Regions from separate parts of the Sus scrofa genome. Here region 1 is linked to region 2. Evidence: chromatin contacts called from public Hi-C data. All regions are on one chromosome and are shown on one strand. The core of a region is the stretch at or near the end of the contact, and the rest is flanking DNA. Distances in the headings are between cores, read along the strand shown.

Region 1 (4,700 bases), core at 320-2,819, 630 kb before region 2:
AGTCACCCATAAAGTACAGTATGTGTGGTTTCACAGATACTGATTTTTATATATGATTGTGGCCATATTTATGGGCCGAATGGAAGACCAACACTCTATTTCCTAAAATACTCAATTTGTTTTCCTCCCATGTTGAGATAAATTGTTTTTATTGACCAAAAGATGAAGTACTTGGGGCTTTCACAGAGGGGGCGTGTTTTAAGAAAAATACTTATTTTTAAAGATACATCTTTAAAATGTTCCCACTATAAGAGGGAAATAGGGACTGAATGAATCCATCTGAGAGCGCAGCAGATTCACATCCTTCATCTCATCTTCACTCCACGTTTGCTTTCCTTGAGTGTAAAGGAATCACACAATTTAAAGTATTTCTCACACTCTTTGGTTGAATATGTATAACTCAATTTTAACAAACTAAATGCTGGCCTGACATGATTCCATTGTACCATTTATAGGCTGATGACTCCCAAATTTATTTTTCTAGCCCTGACCTTTTCCCCTGAGCTTCAGACTTGTGAAATCAGCCATCTACCTGGACATCTCTACATAAAGTCAATGAGGTATCTTAACATGTCTGAACCATGCCAAGTGATTCCACTTCTCCATGCCTCATCCACACACACACAAAAAGCTGTTCTTCCCTCAGTCTTTCCTAGCATAGTAAATGGCATGCCATCTACCCCAGCTTTGAAATCAAAAACCCAGGAGCGATTCCAGCCATATGAAAGTCATCAGGTGCATTTAGATCTACCTCCAAAATATATGCCAATCTATCCATTTAACGCCAAAGCATGGATACCACCCTAATCCAAGCCACCATCATCACTGCTACTTTAACTGACCTCTCTGTTTCCACTCTTATCCCTTCTGTGGTCCATTCTCTAAAACAGCCAGAGTAATCTTTTATGAAGCAGTCACTCGTTCATCAAACTTTATTGAGAGCACACAGAAATTGGAGATACAGTGGTGAAGCAAATTAGATCTCTGTGGTCCTGGACTTCATTCTAGAAAGGGGAGGCAATGCACATATAAATTTTGTTTGGTACAAACACAATGAAGAAAATGAATATGAAACGTGATGATCATGCTGCACTAGCGTGCTTATATTAAAATCCATATTCCTTTCCATGACCTTGTTATGAGTCTCTAGGATTAGTTTTCATTTGTCCCTCCAACCTTATCTGTGCCACGCTTCCTCACGGTAACCTGGCTCCAGTCACCCTGGTTGCCTTTCTATTTCCTCAAGGTTCCAAACCTTTTTCCTTCTTCAGGCATATGTTTATCTGCCTCCTCTTAGATTAAATATCACTTCATCAGAGTGAACCTGACTCACCTACCTAAAAGTAGCTCTTCTTTCCTTTCTCTATTAATTACACTGTTCTGTGTCACAGCACTTTGCTCTTAAAGAAATTATTCGACTTATTAATACCTTATATCCTCACTAAAATGGAAGTTTTCCGAGGTGAGATTCCCGACGTGTTGTTTACCAAACTATTCCTTTAGGTGTAGAACAGGGACCAGCATTAAGACGATTTTCATAAATATTTTTTTAGAACAAATGAATAACAAAGGATCTCTCACAGCCACCAGGCTCCGCCCCGCCCAGGCACTTCCGCCCACGGTCTAGACCTAGACCTTCTGGGAGAGGAAGTCTTCTGCGCAGGCGCCTTGGGACCGCAAAGCTTTCTGGGTAAAGATGGATGCCCACGATCTGTTTCGCCGGCTGGGCGCCGGGGCCAAGTTCGACGTGAGACGCTTCTCGGCGGACGCAGCACGGTTCCAGGTACTGTGTGCAGGGCGTCAGGAACCCGAGTAACTGAGAAGGGGCAGGGGCCGGAGAAGGAACTAGCTGCTGGGGGAGCCGGCAGTCGGAAACCCTGTGGCGTGGCTGTAGGGTTATTTTCTCTTCTTTGGCGTTCAGCTTACTGCAAGCCTTCTGAATGAACTCTACCCATCCTTCTGTAGACTTAGTTGGGTCCAGCACGGACACGTTTATCCCTGGCCGCCCTATTGAGTTTATTCAAAGTTCGAATTTTTTCTTTAAAAAGTAATCTTTTATCCGAAACTAGGGTAAAGGAATTTGAAAAACAGAAACAGTCCAAAACGGAGAGAACATTCATTCACTGTAGTCTCTCCGGGTTTGTGTTCGCACGTGTACCGCTTTAGGTGGGCGTTTTATTCCCGCAACTTCGCGACGTGTTAAGGAACCAATGAGAAGAGCGTTTTAGAAAAAGGAGTTCTGTGGTTCCCTTGTGGCGCGGCTGGTGTTGTCTTGCAGCCGCTTGGTTTGCTGCTGTTGCACAGGTTCGATCCCTGGCCCGGGAACCTGCCTGTAGGCGCGACCAAAAAAGAAATGGGAGATCTTAACATAGGAAAATAGTGAGTGGTAAATCGGGAGTAGTTGGGGCCCCTTTCGTGAAAAATCTTGAATGTGTCAACCTTGGTGTTGGGACTAGGGACATATTTGTGTGTGGGCAATATGTGTGTTTCTTCTTACTCTGACTGATGGTATAGTGTTATTGTTAAGAGTTTGAACTCTGGAACCATATGAAACGGGTTCAAATCCTAGGTCTGCCGGTTACTAGTTTTGAGACCTTGGTCAAGTTACTTAACCTCTTAATGTCTCCGTTTTTCTCATCTGTGATATTTTTGTTTACCTCGTTAGGACTGTTGAAGGATCAAGTAATTTAATATGTCTAAACATGCTTAGAAGTCTGCCTGATTGCAGTGTTATGCTGATAAGTGTTTATAAGTCTCGGTGGCTATTTTCATTATTATTATTACTGTTAAAAGTTCAGAAAAGGTAACATTTTGGATTCCATTTGCCCAGATACACTTGTCAGCTCAAGAAATATTTGGTGAGAAATAAAAAAGATGAGTGATTTTACCCATATCCTTACTTGCCAGTACTGCCAGGGTGAAATGCCAGTCAGTCCATAGATTTCATTTACACATTTTTGGGGTTTTAGATAGGAAAAAGGAAATATGACTTTGATTCCTCGGAGGCACTGCAAGGACTGGACTTTTTTGGAAGTAAGAAGTCTGTCCCAGGTGAGTGTGGAGCATCAGGAACGCGTCAGGAGCTACAAGATGAAGAGAAAAGAGAGGAGAGCCTCCCTGAAAGGAAGAGGGAGCAGAACAAGAGAAAGAGGAAGAAGATGACTTCAGGTCAGTGCCTGATTTGTGTTTTTTCTCTTTAGTTTTTTCAGTCACAAAAATAATACAAGCTTATGGTTACATATCAGACAGTATTCAGCCATTTGTCAGTTGATGGCATTCAGGATGTTTCTAGGTACTTGTGATTGCAGATAAGGTAAAGATACAATAAAGATACTTGTACATATATCTTTTTGTACAATTATTATTAATATTATTTTATTTATTTACTTACTTATTTTTTGTAATTAACATCCCCAAAGTGAACTCAAGGGTAAAGAGTATGCATACCTCTTTCTTTGAACAGATAACTGCAAAATGACTTCCTACAGCCATGCCCATGCTGGGTATGTGTGGGTATATCTGATAAATTTAGAAGTAGAATTTCATAGTTTAACAAATAGACTTATTTAAAATTTGGATATTTGTGAATTGTCTACCAGAAACATTGTATCAATAGGAAGTCCAATGCTTTGTTCATTGAGTTGTAGCAGCGTATCCCATTATGTATTGTAGGGGTATTCCATAATTGATTTGACAAGTTCCTGTGTTATGAACATTGACTTTTTCCCACATTTTGGCTGTTAAGGTGTTGTAGTAAAAGTCATTTTGCTTTCCTGGCTGCAAGGTAGTTTAATAAAAACCTTCCACCAAGACGAGTGAAAAAAAAAAGACCTGGAGTTCCTGTCGTGGCTCAGCAGTTCATGAACCCAGCTAGCATTCTTTTTTTTTTTTGTCTTTTGTTGTTGTTGTTGTTGCTATTTCTTGGGCCGCTCCCGCGGCATATGGAGGTTCCCAGGTTGAATCGGAGCTGTAGCTGCCGGCCTACGCCAGAGCCACAGCAACGTGGGATCCGAGCCGCGTCTGCAACCTACACCACAGCTCACGGCAACGCCGGATCGTTAACCCACTGAGCAAGGGCAGAGGACTGAACCCCCAACCTCATGGTTCCTAGTCGGATTCGTTAACCACTGTGCCACAGTGGGAACTCCACCAGCTAGCATTCTTGAGGACGAAGGTTTGATCCCTGGCCTTGCTCAGTTGGTTAAGGATCCAGCGTTGCCATGAGTTGTGGTGTAGGTTGCAGATGCGGCTTGGATCCTGCATTGGCTGTGGCTCTGTCGTAGGCCAGCGGCTGCAGCTCCGATTGGACCCATAGCCTGGGAACCCTTATACGCCAAGGGTGCAGCCCTAAAAAGACAAAAAAAAAAAAAAAAAAAAAAGATCCAGAGTTCCAGTCGTGGCGCAGCAGAAATGAATCCGACTAGGAACCATGTGGCTCGGATCTGGCATTGCTGTGGCTCTGGCATAGGCCGGCAGTTACAGTTCCGATTAGACCCCTAGCCTGGGAACCTCCATATGCCGCAGGCACAGCCCTAAAAAGACAAAAAAAAAAAAAAAAGACCTAACAGCAGCTTAGGCATATCTTATTCAGCAGATCTTATTCAGATATTGGACAGCCAGAAACAAACATTTAGCAACAAATGTATATAGACATACATAGTTTTTATTGGAAAATTCAAATTCTTGTGGATTAGTAATGA
Region 2 (4,429 bases), core at 1,041-3,540:
CAAAAAATGAGTGTCACAAATTACAGTGACTGAGCAAAAAGTGAAAAATCAAAGGAAAAGGGTCAAAATTCATGAGCAGCATGTTCATCAGAAACAATGCAATTCAGGAGTTCCCTGTGGTGCAGTGGGTTAAGGATCTGATGGTGTCGCTGCAGCAGTTCAGGTTACTGCAGTGACGCAGGTTTGATCCCTGGGCCAGGAACTTCCATGTGCCTCGGGCATGGCAAAAAACAAACAAACAAAAAAAAGTATACCAATTTAAGAGCTCCAGATTTTAGATTCCTTATGAAGTGAAATTAAGTACTTAGAAGGGCTCTTTCTAATGCCAAACCAATGGTTTCTCCTAAGATAATAGGTAGGACATCCAGTTTTGCAGAGATCATTAAAAAAAATTTTAACCTAATAAATTAGGAAAGAAAGCAAATGTCTACTCACCAGATGAACCTGGCAGAGTCTGCTCCCAATGGTCTTCCTTCCAAGCTTTTCTAGAGGTGGTCTTGCCAGAATACCTCTTGTCTGTATCCAAGAAGGAGGCTGATGCCAGCTTTCTAATGGTACCCACCACGGGGAAATCGCCTTCCCCATCGTCCCCTTCATCAAACCTGTCAATCACTCTGGCAGCAGTGGCTGTGGGGAAGGGGAGGAAAGTAATCAGAATCTTCAGATTAGAAGGAACTTTAACGGTAACACTGGGTAACACTGCCGAGGCTTTGAATTCATACTTGAATGTCCTCTACAAAATCCCCACCATGGGAGTTCTCGTGTCTCCGTAGGTTACAAACCCAACTGAAGCCCATGAGGATGCTGGTTCAATCCCTGGCCTCGCTCCGTGGTTTAAGGATCCAGCATTGCCACAAGCTGCAGTGTAGGCCGGCAGCTAAAACTACGATTTGACCCCTAGCTTGGGAACTTCCATATGCCACAGGTGTGGCCCTAAAAAGAGAAGAAAAAAAAAAGTCCCCACCATGAGTTTCCATTGTGGTTCAGCAGGTTAAGGACCTTACCAAAAGCTGGGGGGTGGGGTAGGCAAAGATCGCAGATTCAGCCCCAGCCGAATGTTGCCGTGGCTGTGGCGTGTTTGCCTGCAACTCACATTTGACCTCTAGCCCAGGAACTTCTATATGCCACAGGTGTGGCCACTTTAAAAAAAGCCGCCAAGTTCCAAGAACAGCAAAGTCATTACCTCCCAAGGCAGACCACTTACTCTCCTGCTGCTGTTCCAGAACAAAAAGCTGACTCTCTGCATCTACTAGAAGGATTATTTCCATGTTTTGGATCATAGAAAACTGGTCTAATTCCTCTTTCATCTGTGACTGTCGCTCAAATATTTTAAGTCGGCCATCATCATGTTCTATCTTCACTTCAGCCCATCCCTCAGGGAGTTTGCTTATCCTAGCTAAACAGCCCCAGTTCCTTCAACTGCTTACTTCTAAGACACGGTCCAGCACTCACATTTATCCCTCCTTATTCCCCCTTCCTCACACTTCTCTGACTCAAGCCTAAAGCAGGATTAGACCTTGAACCTCATCTTACAGAACAGCAGCCTTATTCGTCAGCAGCTAAGCAAGTGTGTTGAGGACTAAAAAGGCTTAAATGGCACCACAGAAGCCTACTTCTTCCTTCATCCTCCAAGTAAGTTCTCAGGGGCAGGCAGAGTTGGAAAAAAAAGGGGGGGGGGGAATGAGACTTCCTTCTCCTCATTTCTAATGCAGTGCCATTAAAGACATCCTTAAAGATAACTTCCAACCTGCTACCAGACTCTGGCTCCCTGCTACAGCCCTGCACCAACAGTGAACCGAAGCCTGAGTCCTCCGGATGCTCCGCCCACAGGAGCACCAAGTCTAGAGTGAGCGTCAGGATCCCGAAACCCTCCTCCCCAGACCCGGGGGACACTCTCTGGGAGGCAGTTTTCCTCTGCGCAAGAGGAAACAGAGAAGGCTTGGCGGCGGGGGCCCAGCAGCTGGCCCTTCACACGCCGCCCAGGTCCGCACCCGGCACGGCCCACACACAGCTCCGCACGTGGTCTTGCCCCGGTCAGGCCTCACCCTCCTCCGGGTCCGCTTCAGGATCCGCTTCGCGCGGTCGCGGGTTCAACAACTGTTCCAGCTGTAGCGCCAGAGGCTGCGGCCCCGCCATGGTCACCAGGTCTCGCCCGCGCCGCGCTCGTGAATGTCGCCCTCTCCCTGCCGGGTCCTCCTGCCGGAGACTGCTCCCCAGCACAGCCAGGGACGCTCGGAGCCGGGCGCCCAGCTCCGGATCGGCAACTTCCGGGAGACTCGCGGGAGGGGGCGGGACTTTGTGCGTCACTACGGGCGTTGCTAGGATGAAAGCGGAAACGCCCGGAAGGCTGACGCGCGTGCGCGTGCGCCGAGGGGGCGTGTTGGGCAGCGCGGGAGCGAGCGGGAGCGAGCGAGAGCACGTGGCCGCCGCTGGCGCTGAGCCGAGACTGCGATGCGCGGTGTTTTTTTTGAGTAAAGTACGCTTGAAGATTTGTCTGAGATTGGCTAAAAAGTAAAGAATAGTGTAGCCGCGACCCTTGGTGGCTGATTTAGGGAGGAGGAGTAAAGAGTGAGCGCCTCGAGCTTCACGCGTGCTTTAGGGCACGCACAGACTAGAATCAAAAGCAGGTTTGGCATTTCATAATTTGGAGGAGTTTGGGGTCGGGCACACGCCCCTGACCCCGCGGTGGCCATGACTTGGAAATCCTGCCTCAGGGATGGGCTTGCGTAGCTGTGCAGTGGACTGCTGCATCCTTATTAATAAGAATAATAGAAGTCACTATGGCTGTGAATAAATAAAGGTCGATTCTGTAGCTTCTCCAGAGGAGCCTTGTCTGGGTAGGGAAATGGGGGTGGAGTGGAGATTACTCGTGCACACCAAAAGGTATTAATATCCTTGCTGTTCTTCAAAGATGAGGGCACACTCAGATGCTTGAAACTGGCGCACAAAAGCGGAAAAACTCAGATCTACAGTTCAAGGGGCACAGGTAGAGTCAAATATAAAGACCAAAGAAGAAACGGTAGCCAAGCACATGGAAAGATAAAATCCCTTCACATCCTCTTTCCCTCTTCAAACATTCCTTGACTGCCCACTATGTGGCAGGCGCTGTTAGATGAGATAGAGATGAGTAAGTGATTCTCTCCTGGTGGTGATCAGCCTAGGGGGCCAAACAAGTAAACAGAAACTGCAAAAAGGATTGATGAGGGTAAGTATAAAGTGGTCTGTCTTTCCAGGATCTGTTTGAGGTCACCTGTAAGGACCTAGAAGCCCCTAAACAGAAACTCCCTCAAAAGGATCCAGGAGACAGGGTTAGGGATACCCTATGCCCTGCTTGGGAAAAGCTCAGGCTAATTGGATCCCACAGCTGAACCGCCTGGGAAACCTTCCGTTCTCCAGTGTCTCCTGTGGAACCCAAGGGAACTGAAGGTCCCTGACTTCCCCAGTCTTCATAGGTCCCCATTGTTGAGAGCAAGAAGAGACCACTTGTCCTATGTCCCCTGTCTAGGAGGCTGCAGGGGGGAAGGAAGGCTCTCAGGGTAGACACCCTCAGACATGGAAGGGAAAGAATTCCAGGCTCGGATGGGGGGGTACCCTAGGCAGGGGACTGGGGTGAAGGAAAGTGTTTTGTTTTGGTTTGGATTTTTACCATCTGCAATAGAATTCAGTCCAGAAAAGAGCTCTTAAACAAATAAAATGGAACAAACAAACATATCCCTTGTAATTGCAGCCTGGTGCCCACGTCTGGGGCCTCCAGAGCAAAAGCATGACCATGCTGGGACAGCCATCACCCTTGGCTTCAAAGGACCAAAATGTTTTCCTCACCCCAGATTTAGGAAACTACTTCCCCCAGCCCTCTTCCCTCCCTATTTTGGACGCTAATACAGGAACCTGGCCTTGGGGTAAAGAAAAGGGAGAAAAGAAGGAGGGAGGTGAGGCAGGGCAGAAACAGCCTCTAAGCTGTCATGCAAACAGGGCACTGCTGGATGATTCTGGGCAGAAAATGCCTGCTTCCCTACCCTCCAGTCTCTGTCCTGGTGCCCACTGATTTGGGAAGCCTTTTGAGGACAAAAATCACACACATCCCAGGGCCCCTCAAAATGCTTCCCCTGCTTGCTCACCCATACTGAGGGTAGAGAGGGGATTCAGTGATCAGAGGAAAGGAGGGGTTCTAGGACTTTAGATGCAGCTGAGAAAAGCTGAGGCACAGGCAGAAGGGTAATCTTCTAAATCCCCTCTCTGGGGAGCCCTCCCTACTTGATTATAAGTTTTTGGAGAAGGGAGGAGGGGTTTCCTGATGGGATGGGCTATTTCTAAGACTCTACCTCCTAGAAGAAATGTAAACCTGGACCGCCCTAGTGATGTGAGCAGATGAGATGAGGAGGAGGAAGGGAATAAATGGGAGATGTTCCTAAAACAACGTCAGAAGGTC

The links. A called contact is a pair of places that touch in the nucleus more often than the background predicts.
Region 1: a Hi-C map of liver shows a contact between it and region 2, with 5 times the contacts expected there. The contact joins the promoter of DDX52 here to the promoter of AATF in region 2. A contact is called at or near these places in 2 of 47 Hi-C or Micro-C datasets (heart right ventricle and liver) and 1 of 2 datasets of contacts at active chromatin or transcription factors (alveolar macrophages).

What each region holds. Positions count from the first base shown.
Region 1 is chr12:39,092,427-39,097,126 of Sscrofa11.1, reverse strand. It overlaps DDX52 (probable ATP-dependent RNA helicase DDX52), which reads left to right and starts at 1,569. Exons shown (of 15, transcript XM_013989946.2): 1 at 1,569-1,783; 2 at 2,970-3,168. The coding sequence starts at 1,697.
Region 2 is chr12:38,459,670-38,464,098 of Sscrofa11.1, reverse strand. AATF (protein AATF) reads right to left here and starts at 2,290. Exons shown (of 12, transcript XM_003131707.4): 1 at 2,046-2,290; 2 at 436-627. The coding sequence starts at 2,136.